Regions from separate parts of the Hordeum vulgare genome. Here region 2 is linked to region 1. A link is a contact called in public Hi-C data. All regions are on one chromosome and are shown on one strand. The core of a region is the stretch at or near the end of the contact, and the rest is flanking DNA. Distances in the headings are between cores, read along the strand shown. Region 1 has its middle 55 kb from the start of LOC123403431. Region 2 has its middle 150 kb from the start of LOC123404356.

The links. Hi-C and Micro-C count contacts between places; a contact is called where the count stands out from the background.
Region 2: a Hi-C map of seedling shows a contact between it and region 1, with 2.9 times the contacts expected there. The contact joins two enhancer-like sites. A contact is called at or near these places in 2 of 6 Hi-C or Micro-C datasets (leaf and seedling).

Annotation. Positions count from the first base shown.
Region 1 is chr6H:488,866,117-488,869,439 of MorexV3_pseudomolecules_assembly, reverse strand. No RefSeq gene overlaps it. Among protein-coding and RNA genes, the nearest start is that of LOC123403431, 55 kb to the right of the region's middle. Within about 2 kb of position 1,814, at least 3 of the 3 cell types and tissues checked have open chromatin away from gene starts, as enhancers often do. A contact at or near this core is called in leaf and seedling, where this site is marked.
Region 2 is chr6H:489,142,409-489,145,731 of MorexV3_pseudomolecules_assembly, reverse strand. No RefSeq gene overlaps it. Among protein-coding and RNA genes, the nearest start is that of LOC123404356, 150 kb to the left of the region's middle. Within about 2 kb of position 1,706, at least 3 of the 3 cell types and tissues checked have open chromatin away from gene starts, as enhancers often do. A contact at or near this core is called in leaf and seedling, where this site is marked.

The DNA.
Region 1 (3,323 bases), core at 565-3,064:
TGGAGCCGTACCTCTTTGCTAAAAAACGAATGTGGCCGTAGCTCTAGGGCTCGGAGGCGGAGCTATGCCGTTGGATAGATACAATGGGGGAGAGAGGAAGATGGAGGATGCATTATAAAATGGGTGATATAGAATAGATGGGGCGTTGTACGTCAAATCAATACAGTACGCCGAAGTCTATATATAGGTAACAAACTGTTTTTATAAGGTTGATTGAAGTGACGGAAATATGATAGAAAATGGGATTGTCTATGGGTATATATAGTCAATCTTTCCCGCAAAAGAATATAGTAAAGTTTATCCACAAGGTATGGGCCAAGATTTTCTAAATGCAGGTATGCATCCGAACCCTATAGTCGTATGCGACTGACCAATACAAACTTTTCTTGTAAGTTCAAAATTTGTATGAAAACAACCGTGCACGTAGAGGAGGACAGACGCAAATATGGGCATGTACTTTTTTTCTACTGTATAATCCAAAAGTCCAAAACATCCATGCATGCTGCGACCTGTCAAAAATCGATGAAGTGAACAAGCAGCGCTGCAAATCACCGCCGCTCGCGCTGTTTACGGGTGTGCAATGAGAGTTCCCCCGACATGATAGAGGTTCGCCGAACCGAAATTGTACACGAGAGGCATGCACTCCCAGCTCCGGCCGCTGCAGCATGATTCCCGGAAGAGTCTCTGACCCCGACCAGGTGCATGCATGCATGTATGTTGCAACGATTCACCTGCCCACTATCGCTAGCCGCGCGAATGCAGCCGTCCGCGGCCCTTGATCTGGCCGGAAGGGTGCAGCTTGGATGGAGCACGGCCATGGAGGACCGGCCGGCCGCGCGCATGCAGCAGGCTAGGGTCAACCAATACAAGTCACCATCCATGGAGCGCTCTTCCTCTCCGTGTGCCTGGTGCGGGTGCGGCGGGCACCGTGCCACTGTCACTGTGGCGACGGAGAGCACCTCCGATCCATTGACCCAGGCCCGGTCCCCCGCTCTCCAAATTGCACATGCGCTCGCTGTCCCAGGGGCATTGCATCTGTGCCTAAAATACACATGGTCGATGGAGCATGGAGGGGCCGGGTAGATGCGGGCACACATGCACGAGGCCGACAGGGAATCCGGATCGATTGGAGCAGGTAGATATTTCGCTGACGCCCAACCAATGCAAGCTAGACGCGCGCGACGCTGTACATATACTACACGCTACGCTACGCTACGCGTCAACGTGCGCAGATGGAGATAGGCGCGCGCTGGCTGGCAGGCAGCGTGCTCGCTGACGATTCCCTGCGCTCGTGCACGGTCTCTCTCGCCGGTGGCACTTGTTTTCTTTCTTCTCCGCGGTCAGACGAGATGCTCCGTCGGCGAGTTCTGCGTCGAGCGGCTCACTAAAATCTAATTCGCAATCAGTCTCATCGTCGTGTTGCCGTCAGTAATCCTGCTTGACTACTTGCTGCTTTGAGTGGCTCACTGTCCGTTAAAGGAAACCCTCTGCAAATCGGAGGCAGGATCGGGCAAAACGGAGTGGGCGATCGTGCCGGAGCACCGCGCGAAAATTGACTCGAGATCGAAAGCGGGGCGAGGGCAAAAGGGGCGCCAGCCTAGTGCACGACGCACCGGCGAGGAAAGAAGACGAGTCCATGTCGAGGGGTGGTCAGAGCACCGGCCGCTGCCGCTGCCGCTGCCATGCCAGTGATGCCACTGCCGATCGATCGATGATGATTCCATTATTCGCGAGCCGAGTCTGCATGCAGCAACAAACAGGGGCACATGCATGCTCTCCGGAAGGTACACGGTGCGGCGACCACACGTACGTACGCTAGCTTACGGTGAATCCTGACGCGGGATATTGTTGCATTCATCGGTGAGCAGCACCAAATGTCTCTGTGGCCGGCCGTGGAAAAGAAGAGCCGTATGCCTGCATGTGAACACCACCAGCAGCGCTGCTACTTGGGCCTCTTGATATATACCACGTAGAACCTCACCGAAACCTTACACGTTGGTGGATGGGAAGATAAGCGTGATTGAACTGGTCACCTTTCGTTGGTGCAAATCTTTGGGAGACTCACTGGACTGACTTCATCAGAACAGGGGAGGCCCAACCGAGAGCCAAAGAAACCAGGGTTATCTTATTCCTCCTACTATTTATACTTTGCTGACAGCGATCAGTCAAGACTAAGTGGGAAAGAAGAAGCAACAGAGGAACAAACTTATCCTCGACCTCCCCCTGTTCGCTTAAAAGAAGGAGCATGATCAATTTTTTTCTACTACTTGCTTAGCTGTGAAGCAACAGTGACGTCTTTTGCATCTCAAAGCGTGTGCAAGTGCTCCCAACTGTGCTGCATTGCGCTGCACTGCGTCGCAATGGTGGTGGTGGTGGTGGTGATGGTGGTGGTGAGGTGAATCTCCTGAGTGGAGAGTCAAGGTGGACTCTGTGAGCTTGCTCAAAAGGAGGGGGAGCGCAATGGCGACGGCACTGATGGGACTTGCCAAAGCAAAGCAAAGCAAAGCCAAGCGTATAAATACTCTTCTCATGGGATATAGATGGATAAAAAGTGGAGCGGCGTGTGAGGCTCGTAGACTCCCATGGTGCTCCTCCTACTTGCTACGTCGTTTTCTTTTTCCTTTTCTTTGTTGTTGTTTTATTCATCTGTTGTTTAGAACTGGGTGTCACTGAATAAAGTAGCAGGGGGTGAGAAAGTGGTGGGAAAAGGTGGTACTTCTCATTAAGGTAGGTAATTGTTTTGGCTCCTAGGATGACTGGACCTTCACCTAGCTTGGATTTGTAAAACGATTAGTCTAATCTAATTAGTCTAATGTATATGCTCATGGGAAGAAAGGTGGCTTGTTTTTGGCAAGAGGGGGGAGTTTAGAATGAGTCATGCCACTCCCTGTGTGCCCTCTTCAGGGTAAGTGGAAATCATGTTGTCTCGACTCTCGAGATTCTTGAGAAGAACAAAGGAAAAGTGAAACTCCCTCCGATCCGAATTAAATTAGATTCTGGCTAAGAAGAGGAATAAGGGGACGGCGCCGGCAGAAAAGATCATGTGAAAAATGCTATTTGCCATGCTTTGCTTTGAACAGAATATTAAGAATATTGATGCATATATGCAAGCAGGATTACTGATTACGACGTAGATGCCCGAAGAAAAAAGACGAAGAAAAGATTATCCAGCGGAGGATGGCGCATAAAGAGTGGGCTCTAATGATGGCCCAAACAATATTCAATTTAAACTAAAGCCCACTTATTAGTACTATTGGACAGTCATAGTCACGTCGGTTTTATAGATACTACATACTCCCTCTATTTTATAGTGCTAGATACAT
Region 2 (3,323 bases), core at 457-2,956, 280 kb before region 1:
CCGGGGAAGCGCCGGAACGATCGCCGGAAGAAATGGTGTGTCACGGGCGGCGGCGGAGCCACGGCTGGATTGGGTAGGTGGAGTTGCGAGCGGGCCCTCGAGTATGCCGCGCGCGGGAGCGGGCGCACCAAATAAACGGCGCGCGATGACGTTTTCTCCCGTGCGCTGAACTGGTTATGCTGCACGCACGGTTTTACCGTCTTCGCTGGAGCGTCCGAACCGGTAGCGCGTGCAAAAATGACTATTTTTTCGGCGTGACGCTTCTTTAGCGCATGTGCTGAAGATGCTCTTAAGGCCAGTTTACGCAGTTTATTCTAAACCCAAACAATTTTTTTAAAGTCTATTAATCAAGTCTTAATTAATAGTCTTTAAAATAAATAAATTTGATAGAGCTTTTAAAATAAGTTGGGTAGGAGGTAGGTTATTTCAACTTATTTTATAGAAAACAGAAAAAAGAACCGGGCCTTAGTCGCTGGAAAGAAGGGAAACAGCTTGTCGAGGGAAGGTAGAAGAGTGAGTGAAGCTGCGGGAGACAAACCACCGTGCACACTGAAGCCCGAAACTTAGATGGGAGGGACGGGTCAGATCACACATCACACGACTCAGCTGCTCGAGCCATCCGGCCAGCGAGCGGGGGGAGACGGTCCCTACGTACTACTACTACGTGCGGGCGTCGGATGGGGGGACACGGAACATGGCCGGAGCAGCAGCAGGGGCTGGGATGAGTGGTGGCGGATCGATCGGCATCGGCCGGACCCCCTGCTGGAAAGCGCCGATCGACCGGTGCCTACCGGCCCACTCGCTCGCAGCCTCGCGTCCCCCACCCTACGCTCCGATCCAAGTCCCCACCATCTGCTCCTGTTCCTCCGCTCCATATGCCGCTGCGTGCCGCTCGTTCTCGTCACCCCGGTTCGCTGTCCACGCATGTAGGAGTAGGAGCAGTACAATCGCGAGCCCGCACCTACCACCACGCACCGGTGGCTACTCCCAGGCAAACGCGGCGCGGTGTCGCGCAACCGCGGCGGTAGCACGGTTGCGTCCACGGGAAGACCACGCCAAAACTGCACTGCTGCTGGGGACTACGACTCGGGGACCCGGACAGCAGCCCAGGGAGACTTTGAGAGGAGGATGCAGGCGAGAGCAAGCAAGTTTTTGTTCCCTTGCCACGCCGGTCGCCTCGTCTCATCATCTCATCTGCCTGCCCCCTCCTCCATCTGCCCTCCCTCGTCGGTCGACGCACAACATCGCGTAATCAAGAGATCGCTTATCACCCACCGTACCCGTCGACGTCCGTCTCAGCCCAGCCCAGCCCAGCCCAGCCCCGCTTCAATTTCCACACACATAAATCACTGCGATAGCTAGCTAGTTCGTCTGAATTTCTGATAGCCCGGCACACAGATGCATGCCTCGCTTGCCGTCGCCCTGCTACGTTTCCCGTCGCCGTCAGAAATGAATTTTCCACGTCCTTTCTTCACGCGACACGAACGCGACCGATCGCGACCGCGGCGGATGCTTTCGGCTCGACTGTGCGGCCAGCCTCGATCCCCAGGCTAGATTTCTCCTCTTCCAAAGCGATGACCGCGCGAAAAGATTAGCACAAATAGAGCGGCAGCACGACCGACCCGGTGCATGGCGCACATTGACACGCCATTACGGCGCTGGCTTTGGTTAGCACCTGTAATCTTTCCTGCATGCGACGTCGCCGTCGAGGAGAGGCGGAATCTTTGGGCTATGGCTATGCTTTGTCTAAACGTGAGTGGGGGCTGCACAGGGCCAACGGTGCTCCCGCGTCCAATCAATCAGGGCCACGCTATGGAGAAATGCTCCTGTCATGTCATGTGCCTGTTAGACTTGGCCAATTAACTACTCCTGGTGAGGACACTAGTTTATCCATGGGATAATCCAGTCATGCGCTAGCAACAATTCAACAGATGCAATTTTAGCTAGGCTTCGGCTTCTGCATGCACTTTGTGATTATATACTCTAGATCAGGAGAAATATATGCATGTACCTTTTACTACTTAGAGAGCAGCTCGTGTTTTTCGTGTGTGTGCTTCTAATTAAGTGCTGCCAGGGTAAGGTGACTTTGTTATTCTTTGGAAATCCTTGTGAAAGATGGGTGAAGCAATGAAAGTGATATACCACCACCGATTAGAATTAGAAACAGTGAAAAGCAGCATGGTAAAGGGACTGGTAAAAGAGGCTAGAAAACTTATTTTTTCTTCTTCTCTTGAGTGGGTGAGACTGTGACAAAAAAGGCTTCTTTTCTAGGAGAATATTTAGGCAATATACTGATCAGCGTACTGTTCATCAAACTTTAAATCTTGTTGTCCCCCACTTTTAATAATTAATTTCCACTGAAAAGGAATAGTCATCCAAATTGTACTGATTTTAGATTCAGTAATTAGTATTAAATGAAATGGATGGCAATTTGAAAAGTAATCAATACACTCCTTTATATCATCACAAAAGAATTATGGACACGTCTAGGGAGCAGATAGCGCTCCAGGGCGGTCGGCTCAAATAGGAAACTTTTGATCTCTAATTTAAAAAAGAAATCATCTGTCTCCCTAATCCTAGTATAAGGAGAATTCTAATTCATGTTAGAGAGAAAGAGTAACATGTAAAAAGAAATAAGTGCAAAAACATATGTGAATAAGTGTGAACACATTGTTGGAACATTTGCGACATGCTCTCCAAAACAAGATCCCGCGTGGGGTATGTTTGGATGAATTTTATTTTTTGTGCAACTTAATTCTTGTTTGATGTAACTGTTTAGGAGTCAATGTGCAACTAAATGATAGTCATTGTGAAAAAATTCTACTTGTGGGCATGCGACTTTTACTTACATGAACATATGTGAACCCATTTTATCCGGGTTTTCTTTTTCTAAAAAAAGTAATAAATTTTATGTCAAACATCGGAATTACAATCAGTTTTCACCGTTGAAACCCGTGCGATGTGCTCATCGAAACTAGATCCTGCATGAGTATATTGCGACAAAATTTATTGTGAGCAATTTAATTCCCGTTTGGTGCAATTGCCTAGTACTCGATGTACAAATATCCGAGAGTCGGTGTGCAACTTTGACATGCTCTTCGAAACTAGATCCCACATGGATATATTTTGATGAAATTTAGTCCCTGTTAGGTGCAACTTTTAGTAAATTAAATGATGTGCAACTCTGTGGCCGTGCATGTGCGATTGTGCGGGCGAGAGTGTTCAACTCCGCGGTCGTGCGTGTGTCACTATACGAAAAGAGTGTGCAACTCCATTGTCTTGCGTATGTGACTATGTCGATGAGAGTGTGCAACTCCATGGCC